2 separate regions of the Mus musculus genome follow, and region 2 is linked to region 1. Evidence: chromatin contacts called from public HiChIP or PLAC-seq data. All regions are on one chromosome and are shown on one strand. The core of a region is the stretch at or near the end of the contact, and the rest is flanking DNA. Distances in the headings are between cores, read along the strand shown.

Region 1 (6,021 bases), core at 3,101-5,600:
CACCCATGGGTCATACTGGGGACAGAAGTGGGACAAAGAGGAGTGCATGACCTGTGATCTAAACTCAATTTGGTTGTGTCTCTGTATTTCTTCACTTAGGCAGGGAGGGGGTCACCAAAATCAAAACAACTCATTCTGGGTGCTCTGGGTGTCGGATGGGAGGACTGGGGCACTGAGGGTGGGTTGGGACCCGTATTCTTCCTCCATCTGGCTGCGTGAGATGGGCAAAACGTTAGAACCTCTCTGAACTTGGCTTGTCATCTGTCATTTTAAAAGATATGGCTGATTTCTCTGGCCCTTTTCTAGTTCTTCGGTGTAACAGCTGTGTCCTGTTTTCTTTGCATGATGGCACGAGAGGAAATGAAGAGACGAGATGAAACCATCTAAGTTCACATAACATCAGACAATCTGTAAAAACATACATATATAAAATGTATTAGGGTATATATTAGCATACATCATATAATATCATTGCATGTTTTAGGTATAGTACGTGGATTAATTTAAATGTAGTTTAATTAATTTAAATGTTTGCTAAACTGAATTTCTCTCTCTCTCTCTCTCTCTTCCCCCTTTTACGATGCTAGCACTGAGACTTGGGGCCTCGTGAATGTTTGGAAGCAGTTTCTCACTGAGCTACATGCCCAGTGCTTTGTAATATGTGAATAATATGCAATAGGAGACAGTATTTCTCAACATTTAATTAGCTGGGAGATAGCCGGTTTGCTGGTTGGAAGGCTTGTCTTACTGCAAGACAGTTCAAGGAAGGGTCAGAGCTGAGTTCAGTGCAGTTAGCCACTGACTGGGACACAAAGAAGGTGAGGTGTTCTCTACACTGCCCTTCCATAGACATAAAACTGCCCCAACCAAAGAAGAGTGAGCCTCTTATACCCAGATCATGTAGCCACCATTGGGTTAGCTGAAGGATATTTTCTGAAATGCAGATGTCATTTTAAAGGTGAATATATATAATTTATATAATTCACCATTAGTTTTAGGAGAACCACAGTTTACACACACACAAACAGAGAGAGAGAGAGAGAGAGAGAGAGAGAGAGAGAGAGAGAGAGAGAATATTTTCAGTGTTGCCATTTTGCATAGACTTTTCCAATCTGCTCAGCAGGACAAGACTTTCAGTATATGCCATGTGATCTATCAAGAAAACCAGAAAACTGCGGTCAGAAATAGGAGCTGACAGGTTGGCTAATCAAAGGTTTCCAGGAAAATCTGGCAATTCCACCTCATTGCCTTGATAGAGAAGCAGATGCTCTATTTCAGTCATTTACAGCCGCAGACCACAGTGGTGCCCTGGCAAAGGCAGCTGAGGTGGTAGTGAGTTGTGCGTGCTATTCTGCTCTGTTTTTAACAGAAAGAAGATGGCAACTGACCTTATTATCTACCATAAAATACAATAACGCTTAGGGGTGCTCTGATGGGCAGCCACCTCAGGGAAATAGAGAGACCTGTCTGGGATGGAGCCACTGGGCAGAGTAGCATGAGTTTACTTTATTATATCTTTCTCTTCCCATTTTTTGTTGTTTTCTAGGCTGTGTGTTTATAATAACATTCTGAGCAGTGTTTTCTCGAAATATGTAAAAATAATAATAGAATATCTGGGACCTCCTTTCAGCTCTGTGTGAGCTTCAGAAAGATGCACCCAGTACCTTGTGGTCACAGCTTGAAGCCCCACTCTGGAAACCTTCACGATGGACTCGCAGTGAACTTGAAAGCCCAGGTTACCAGAATGTGTGTGTTTAGTCTATGTTACAGTCCTCCGGTGGTTTGATCCAGTGTTGAATTCCCTGTTACCCTCCAGAGCCCAGTAATCAGTAAGAGTGAAGCAGGGATTTCAGAGTGGGCACTTTCCATACTCCTGCATTTAAAATTCAGGGGGCAAATTGATATTTTAATAGCATACAGATCCAGGAAACTAAAGACATAAAGCATTCATTTTCCCCCAGCCTGAGAGTTTCCATCGGAAGCTCCTATGTTCCATGCAAAATATTGCTGTTTGGCACACAAAGCCCAATGGTTTCAGAAGAGAATTAGGTGCTCTTGATTCTAAATGCACTTGGGGCCACGCCTTGAACATGATGATGCCCTGCGTTCCCTGGGTGTCCTGGTGTTGCAACTCTCTAACACCCTGTGGATGTGGGGTTCAAGCTTTCTCTCAGGCAGAACCTCTCCTACAGACTCCCAGAATGCACACGGAGAGAGCATGGAATGAAGTATTCCCTAATCCAGAGCACTAGACCCAGCTCGGGACTTTCTAGACTCATGGGGCTTAGGAAGCAGCTCTGAGAAGCCAGGCCCAGGCATTCCTGCCAGAGCAGGCAGTCATCAGTTAATCTCTGTAAATGACTACGATTCTGGCAGGTGTCAGCTGCTACGAAAACAGATCACATATTAGGAGTCCTTTTTTTTTTTTTTTAACTGAGTAACGAGGGAAGAGAAATAAAAATAATATGTCACGTGTGTTGGCCACATAGGGGCTTGTCCACTTGCCACAAACAGCTTATTCCTGTTTGAGTTCTCAGTGATCAAGTCCCCAAATTCACAGAGCCAGATACTCAGATAGCCATTCTTCAAAGGCTGGCCAGAGACACCACCATTAACTGATGCTCTGACTTTAGAATGATCATGCACACAAGTGAGGGGGCTCATGCGCACGCGCGCACACACAGACACACACACAGACACACACACACACACACACACACACACACGCATGCCCTTCCTATGGCTACACACTGTCCTTCACGGTGTTCTTCCAAAATGCCACTGGGTGCCTCAGGAATGCGAGGCTGCGACACAGACAAAGCCTGCTGCAAGCTCTTGCTGACCCACATTCTTTCTGAGACCATACAAGCTATCCAGCGTCATGTTTCCCACCTTCCTCTTCCTTGACTGGCATGAGAGACCACGGCAGACACTTAAAAGGGGCCGCATCACGCTTTAAATGGCTTTAGAGCTCAGATTGTTTTTCTGTGAGAAAGCCTGAGGTTTCTCAGGTGGGATGAGGAGTGGGGACTGATTAGGTCGCAAAGAAAAGAAGAGGGAGGATCCAGAGAGGGCTGCACACCGAACTACATATACTAAGACTGAGCAAGGTAGAAGGCTCTAGAAAAAGAAGTTTTTGTACTTCTGCTGGTAAAAGGCTGGAGGGGGTGGCTCGGGAACTTGGCCTCTTTTGTCCATAGAGCTTTAAATACTCCGGCTACAAGAGGCCTCTCCCATGCGCCCCGGCCGAGCCTGCGTGACTCAGGGTGTTTGTGTTTGAGTCCAGTGTTGTGAGCTCTGAATGACAGTCCAGATTTGCCGTGGCGATACGTGGAAAGAGCGAGCGCTGCATGTGAACTACACAAATATTATGCTTAAGCTTTTTTTTTTCCTCCATTTGGAGCCAAACAGGTCTTGTCAGTGATAAAAATCGCTGCAATATAGTGGGCCCTTTTTCTGGCCTGGAATCTGAGACCGTGTCGGCAGTGCCAAGGAGGCCCGTAGCAGGAAGAAATAGCAAGCCGCGGGGATTTGAAACCATAACACAACTTCTACGACATAATTTTATAATTGTAGCAATCGGGAACTAGGTGGTGGGCGGGGTAGCCTTGTAACCACTCCTGTGCTGGAAGAATGGTCCAGGGTCCTCCGTGTAGCTCTGGGCTGGGCTGGGGTAGCAGCAACAGCATTTCTATGGGCAGAAGCCAACGGCTTCCCCTGTCTTGTTGTGAGGCTGTGTACAGGAGGATGATTGTGGCTCAGGCTGTGTAACCATTGACAGGAGAATGGCCCTGGCTCAGTCAACGGTTCTAGTCAAACAAACCTTGAGAACGAGGAGGAAACAACAAAGTCGGCCTCTTAAAAGGAGGAATGGATCTCTACTGTGACTGTGTGGGAGGCTGGGCTCCTCTACAATCTCTAGTCTGCATAATACTTTGAAGGGGATGGAGAGGGAAAAAAAAAAAAAAGCGGGAGGCCCAGCCCTCCTGACTGGCCCACGTGGATGCCCCTACTTGCTGTTTCCTGGTAACAGAGACACCTACCACCCTTACACGACAGCAAGCATCCCACCTTGCTTTTCATTCCGAGGGAAAATCAGCAGACCAGCTGGCCACTCCCTCTGAGCTCCCAAGGGCCTGGCCTACTAGAAATATTGGAACAGACCCACGCTGCACCTTTCTGCCTACTTCCTCCTAGGGATCCGCCCAGGGAGTGGGCTTCAGGGAAGTAAGGATGCTTCTGAGGAGCCTGTACGAAGGAGGAAGGGGCCTGGGTGTGTGAGGGCAGAGAGGGATGCCCTGTGCCTGCCTGCGTGTAACAGGAAATCTCACTCCTCGGCTGTGGGTTTGCAGCTGCACCCAATTTCCTGTTGAAGGGACACGCTGCTACGTTCCAGGGCCCACTCTGGCACCTCTCAGACCTGCTGCTCAGGTTTTCAGGAAGGCAGGGCATTCTTGACCCCGGGAGGGCACCTTTCTTGGCTGCCACAGTTCTGTTCCCAGCCTGAGGCCCACAGCCAACAAGCAACGGGCTTCTTACCCGGGGCCACCATCAGCAGTTCCGCTCACTAGTGTCTGCCCACCCGAGGGGATGTGCGGAGAGCTGTGGGCACCGAGTCCCAGACTGAGGCAACAGCCAGGGACCAGTGGGCTGAAGGAACCTCAGCGGGCTATCAGAAGGATAGCCCTGGTTCCCACAGGCAGCCAGCCCAAGGGGCAATGTCCAACAAGCTCACCTTGGGGGTGAAGGGAGAGGGAGGGGAAAGATAAGAAAAGTCCCCTCCACAACACGTTTTCTGATCTCTTCCCTCCCTCCTTCCCTGCCTCCCTCTCCTCCTCCTCCTCCCTTCCCCTCCCGGTCCCTACACTAGGACATCGGCAGAAACTAGATGATCAGACCAAGCCCGGGAGTTTGTCCTTTTCCGAGCGGCTCAGTGAATTGGAGCAGCTGCGGCGCACGGCCATGAGGGTCAGCCCGCACCACCCAGCCCCCACGCCCAACCCTCGGGCCTCCTTGAACCACTCCACTGCCTTTAACCCTCAGCCTCAAAGTCAGATGCAGGGTAAGTACCCCACGGAGCCCACTACCCTCTGTCTTTGCTGGAGTCCCAGGCGCAGAAAGCACCGGGGCTGCCAGGCCTTTCTGGGTGCTCTAAGGGAACTGTTGAAACCCCGCAGCATCAGCTGGGAGCTTAATGAGGAGAACGCTGTTCCATCTGCAGAGTATCTCTACTCTGAGAAGTGTGGCTGCTGAGCATGGGAGGGAATCGTGGCTGTGGAAGCCATATGTGTACATGGCTACACGCGTGTATCTCTCTTGGTACCCTTGCAGTTATCGGTTCCAGGTATCAAACTCCACAGGAGTTCAATATGTCCTAGTACTTGCCTAGGCCTGTGGACATCATCCTGGAGACTGTAATCCGTTCTGCGGCTAGCATCTAACACGCTATTCATGCTATGTTGACAATCACCAAGTTATATTACGTAGGGAATCCTGACGAAAATACATTTCAATATGTGTACATTTAAAAAGCTGTATTATCAACCCACCTTCGGTTTAATCTTTAGCTATAGAGCCTTCAGATACAAATAGCCTCCTGTATAGAAGCTGACGAGAGGTTTTTGTAAGACTTGTTTTCTACTATGTTGTTTTCTTATCTACCCATTAGTCTTGAAGCCACGATACACACAGTTGCTTGCATGTATGTATGTATGTATGTATGTGTTGTGTATACATGTATAAACACACATACACATACAAATCCAGCAAGGGGTTTTTAAGTTCTTGTTGCCTTTAGATTTTATGCTAAGTTTTCATTTAATATCTCTTCTTTCAAAATATGAAAGAGGCATGCGTGTGTATGTATGTGGTGTGGGCTGTATCAGGCAGAACATTTTCAGATCAGTAGCGTGAGTTCTGGTCACTCTGTGGGCCAGTCACCAGTGGCAAACACGCTGTAAGATGTAATAACTGCACATACCCTCTGTGCCAAGTTAGATAATGCTCACTGCATTTCCCCAG
Region 2 (5,429 bases), core at 1,215-3,714, 370 kb before region 1:
GGAGGGAGGGAGGGAGGGAAAGAGAAATTGCCACTTGTCTAAATGAACATAAAACAGGAACACACAATCAGACAGCAAACATGAAGAAGTTAGTGTGGGGCATAAAGACAAGAAATGGTGTGCCATGGACTTCTTAGGATTTCCAGGGGCTCCTAGATGAGAGGCACGCAGGGGCTTAGTCCCACAGGCCTTGCTGGCTGAGGGGCTTTAACTCACTGTATCTGTGTGGCACATCTTCTGCAAACCCACACCCTCAAAGGGTCCTCAGCAGAAACAGACCAAACGAAGGCTTGATAGAGGAGAGTAGACATGGAATCCACCCTACAGCTGCCTTGGGGTCTGGACCAACGTTTGGAAGACAGTCCAATTTCCGACACAGCCCTGCCACTGACTTGTGAGGTGATTGCGGGCCAATTGCTAGATCTCCCTTCTTAGCCATTCAGCCCTCGCTGCTCCTGCTCGCTGCTGAGATGCGAGTGATGAGGGCCTCGTGGTTGTGTGCCACACTGCTTTATTTTATTGGCACCTAAGTGTTGGAGAGCTTGGAGTTAATCCTATTGAAAATCAAAGTGCTCTCTGCCTGAGGGAGGAAGGATCATCATGGTGTTTATTGGTGGTGGTTTTGGTGGGTACTGGTGAGGGCTGACCGTGTGATCCCAGGCCTGGTTTAGCACGTGCTGCAGGAGCCCTCCCCCTTTCCTCATACCCACACCCTGGCAAGGGTTTAAACGTGTGGGCAGGTGAGTCCTCTGATATTTCCTTTGAAAGTTCACAGGCTGAGGGCTGCCTTGCAGTGTCAGTCAAATCTGCCCTCTGAGTTACTGAGGAGTTCCTGCCAGAGTTCAGGTTTTAAACTCACAGCGTACTCACGACTGGAACAAAACCCACTCTGTATCCTAGCACTGCAGACAGAGTCAAATGGCAAACTGAGTTTAAATTAAACATAAGGGATTCTTCCTAACGCAGTGTTCTGGTGACCACTCAGAGGAAAGATGTCTGATCTGTGGCAGTAACGTTTATAAAGATCACAGACCTTCACCTTAGGTAAAGAGGAGACTCCGTCCACTTTGCAGACAGTGGCTCTAAGTTTGCAGCATGTCAATCCACACCACCAGTGGTTCCGTCTGACGTAAGCATTGCATCATCAACGTGTGGTCCCCCCTAGAACATAAACTCTCTGCCTGTAATGTAGTCAGAGGCCACAGGCGCTATGTTTGGGATGGTGGAGCACACAGTGTGCCCCCGAGACCTCAAGTACCCTGCTGTCCGTTTTCCCAGATTTTCCCAAAGAATAATTCATACAAAGGCACAAAACTCACACAAAGTAGGCACCTTCATTTTTTTTAGAAGCTTCCACAGATGAGTCAAACTTTATGCCGTCGTTGCTATGGAACCGCAGTAATAAAGTGATCGGTGATCCCGTTCCTCATCCAGCTTTCTCTCTGAAGAAAGGAACCCCCTGACTTAGACGGAGAAGCCTTGGTAATGAGCTGTGCATTCAAAGCACTCCTGTTCCTCTCTTTGTCTAGTTCCACCCATTTCGTATCGTTTCGTGATTGCTTATGATGACGATGGTGATGATGGTGAATGTGATGATGATGATGGTGATGTGCCCGTATGTATACACCGCATGCGTGAATACCGCACGTGCTGAGGGAAAAGGATAATTCTCAGGAGTTGGTGTTCCACTTCCACTGAAGGAACTAGAGATCAAACCCAGGCCACCAAGACTGCACAGCAAGCGCCTCCACCCTCTCAGCCACCTTGCTCTGCTATCCCCGGATGTCTCTGTAACAGCGTTTGTGGTGGCTCCATGTTACCTTGGAGGATGTCTGAGGGCAAAGCTAGTATTTAAATGGGGAAACACAGAGGAGGCACACACATACAGTGCGAGCAGTCCTCATTCAGTCAGCTGAAGATCTAAACTAAGGGGAAGCCAGTTTACACTGAGCAAGAGGCAACCCCCAGCATGCTGCTGTCCCCAGGGTCCAGCCTGCTACACCTGGCAACCCCCAGCATGCTGCTGTCCTCAGGGTCCAGCCTGCTGAACCTGCTGCCTGGGTCTGGGGCATCCTACCCTCCTGGTCTCCACCTGCAGACCTACGCCACACATTTCAAACACCTCATCTTTGTGACTATGTGTCAATGCTTTGTAATAACTATAATGATCATGTGAGCCCTATTTGTTTGGTAAATCACATCCATGCACACACACATAGACAGCCTATTGATTCTGTGTCCACGGAGACTCCTGTGTCACTCAGTAACCCATTTCTAATATACTTCCAAGGCTTCCTTGGCTTTGTGAAGAGTCTATGTTAACCCGTGGAAGCCTTGAAAGGTCATCTGCTGGTTACAAAGGTTCTGAAGCAGGGAGCATTTTTTACCCACTACACGCAGTGCAACGCTGTAGGACACGTCATATAAGAGTTCTCATTTGGCTTCCATGATGCACTTCCTGTGTAATAAAGATCCTTCTTGCCAGTCAGAGGCACCTGCCGACATGTGGGTAGACAGAACCCACGTTCGTGTAAGCCTTGAAGCACCTGCGTCAGCTGAACTCACAATGGCCTGGGATTCCAGAGTCAGGGGACCTGTCTCCGCTTCTGTCCTCCATGGGAACTTGCACTCACACTCACATACACACAGGCACACACACACACACAGAGTAAAGATGATAAAACTCAATCTCAAATAAAAGAATCTGAGATGAAGAAGCCGAACTCTAAGGGGAGAGTTTCGCAGTTCTGTACAGACTGGGATGATGAGTAGACAGACCCACGTGGAGCTCCACGGCTTAGTGTCCAATCCCAGATACCACTGTGCAAAGAGGGATTTTAGTGAGCCCTTTAAGAAAGGACTGATTTAGATGTAAGAACGGCTATTGCATGGCTACCTTATAGTCAGCACCACGCTATGGCCCAGGATGCTGCTCCCACAGATGTTTCCCTGGGAGAGAAAGAAGGTTCAAAGCATCTGTACCCTATGTACCAGTTTCTTTATAAGCATTTTACAAGTATTTATTCTTCACTTTAATGCTAGGGGCAGGTACAGGAGTGCCACCGTTTTGATGGGTCCCATCCTGACAGATTCACTGTGAGCTGAAATTGTCATGAGCCCCGAGAATATTTGATACAGCTAAGCTAACCTTCATCATCTGTCTAGTGTACATCGGCTTAAAGTGGGCAAACTCATCTAAGGAGGGAGCCCATGTTATGATAAATTATTGACGATAGCCCGTCATTTAGGGCTAACTGACAGAGAAAATGCAGAACGGTTAGTCGTAGGAAGTTGGTTTTGCAACAGAGTAAAGTCAAAATCAGTTAAGCCATCATCAGTCTGAGGTAGACACCGCTGTCACCCTTGTTTAGAGAGAGAGAGAGACAGAGAGAGAGAGAGAGAGAGAGAGAGAGAGAGAGAGAGAGAGAGCTCCATAAGGTTAAGCACTGAACCCAAGTTCACTGGGCCTTGACAGCTGGGGAGAGGAGAGGGCTCCTGGGCCCTTACTCATAACAACCAGAAGCTGCGTGCAGCCTGCAGGTCTCTGAAATCCTAGCAGAGGAGAGGACAGAGGGGCTTTGCTTGTGCTCAGAAGCATGAGAAACTGCCCATGAGCACACGCAGAGAGAGGGTTAAAGTTGAGAAGTGGAGAAGTAACTGATGTGTGTGTGTGTGTGTGTGTGTGTGTGTGTGTGTGTGTGTGTGTGTGTGTGTTTGGGGGGAATAGGTAGGTGGTCTCCCCAGGTGTGCACTGGGGTGGAGGAGACTGGAAAGGGGAGGGAGACAGCCTCAGGCTGTGTGAGTCTCCTTGTTCCAGGAGCTGGGCTTCATTCCACACACAAAGAGAAGCCAGAGAAAACACCAGGAGAGGGAAGAGTAGGGGCCTCACGGGAGCTGCGCTTTTAGAAGCCTTTTCTGAGGCAGCAGGGGAAATATTTTGGAAGTCTTTCCCTTAGGACTGATCTCTGCGTCTAACTACACAGGGATGAGGTGAGATGTTCCGTGGATGCCGTTCATCCGTTTGTGTTTGTTTTTGTTTCTAGTGGAACACTGAGTCGGAAGACTTGGTGATCCGCAGTGGTCCACACCACACGACGATCTAGAAGCCATCACATTCCCTAGGCCTAAGATGCTCCCCTTCCCAGCATCCCGTGAGCACTTAGGACAAGGAGGAAGGGCAAAGATTAAAGTGTCCCTCGACAGAATTATATCCCCTTTTTGTAAGTCAACAATGATCTTAACAGATACACACTCTCTGGGATATTTGCTTAACAGCGTCGGGAGGAGAGGGCGTTCGGGAAGCAGACAGAGGAAAGGGTTCGATTCCCTATGGATGGCCAGCGATGCCCACACGAATGGGCAGCGCAAGAAGATGCCTGCTAGGGAGTGTCTTGGTGTTTCAGAGCTGACATGACAAATACTGCAGTCTATCTGAGTGCCTCACAAGCCAATAATTAACTGGGAGGCTAAGAGTCTGAGGTGAGGGTGCCAGTGTGGCTGGATACTGGAGAGGAGCACTGTGCTGGCGAGTGGATAGCCACTTCTTCCTTAGGAATCCATATGTCCACTCTCAGCATGTACACACACTGGGGCCGGAGGTGGGGGAAACTCAGCCCAGACTCACAGGGGGTAAGCACTCTGCATGCACACAGGGGGTAACAGTCGATAGATAGACAGACAGACAGACAGACAGACAGATAGACAGACAGATAGATCTTATGTCTAAAGTCACTGATTACAGTGTTCACGGCCCCACCCTTATCAATATCCTTAATCACTTCCTTAAGAGTTCCATCTCCAAGTAGCCACTTGGGGGTTCAGAGAGTCAGGGTTGGAATTTTGCAGAGCTACAAGCATTCAACTGATGATAGCAAGTGATAAAGTTGTCTGTTGAAGAGGGGAAAAGATCAGAGTTAGGGCTTTGGTTGTGGTAAAGAAAACTCCACCAGTGAGCTATCTGGGGTGGTAAGTGTGTACTAAGCGCCAAGCACTGGGCTAAACTTCACCGAGTCCTCGAAGTGGCCTGACATTGTCATAGTTGTTTGACAGAAGCCCCACAGGCTAAGCATCTCACCCCAGGGAAGCTATCCCACTCCTGCTCACAGTCACAGAAGACAACATCCTTGTGAGGGACTGGAATGGAACGAACATCATGACAGGAATCAAGCACTCCACGGTTACATCTAGCAGAGGTGCCGATCTCAGGATCTTGGAAAGATTTGGGGCAAGCCTGGCAGAAGGGGGAGGGAATAGGAATGAGGCCTCTATACCTGAATCCTAGCGCAAGACTCCTGTCAAAGGTACCAGTGCATGAAGAACAGTCAGATCCCAGGAATCAATGGGATTCGGAGTTCAAGGTGATAAGAATAAAGAGGGGGGAGAGAGGAGTGGGGGAGGGGCTGGCTGTTCTCACAACGTGAGGCAAGCTC

What was found. HiChIP or PLAC-seq counts read pairs in DNA pulled down with a chosen protein or histone mark.
Region 2: an H3K27ac HiChIP or PLAC-seq map of regulatory T cells shows a contact between it and region 1, with 4 times the contacts expected there. The contact joins two enhancer-like sites. A contact is called at or near these places in 2 of 115 datasets of contacts at active chromatin or transcription factors (pancreatic cancer cells and regulatory T cells).

The regions. Positions count from the first base shown.
Region 1 is chr16:92,643,195-92,649,215 of GRCm38.p6, reverse strand. Runx1 (runt related transcription factor 1) reads left to right here. Exons shown (of 8, transcript NM_001111021.2): 6 at 4,871-5,062. Among named protein-coding and RNA genes, the nearest start is that of Gm30224, 50 kb to the right of the region's middle. Within about 2 kb of position 4,350, at least 112 of the 459 cell types and tissues checked have an H3K27ac peak or open chromatin away from gene starts, as enhancers often do. A contact at or near this core is called in regulatory T cells, where this site is marked.
Region 2 is chr16:93,014,241-93,019,669 of GRCm38.p6, reverse strand. No RefSeq gene overlaps it. Among named protein-coding and RNA genes, the nearest start is that of Gm41499, 60 kb to the right of the region's middle. Within about 2 kb of position 2,464, at least 15 of the 459 cell types and tissues checked have an H3K27ac peak or open chromatin away from gene starts, as enhancers often do. A contact at or near this core is called in regulatory T cells, where this site is marked.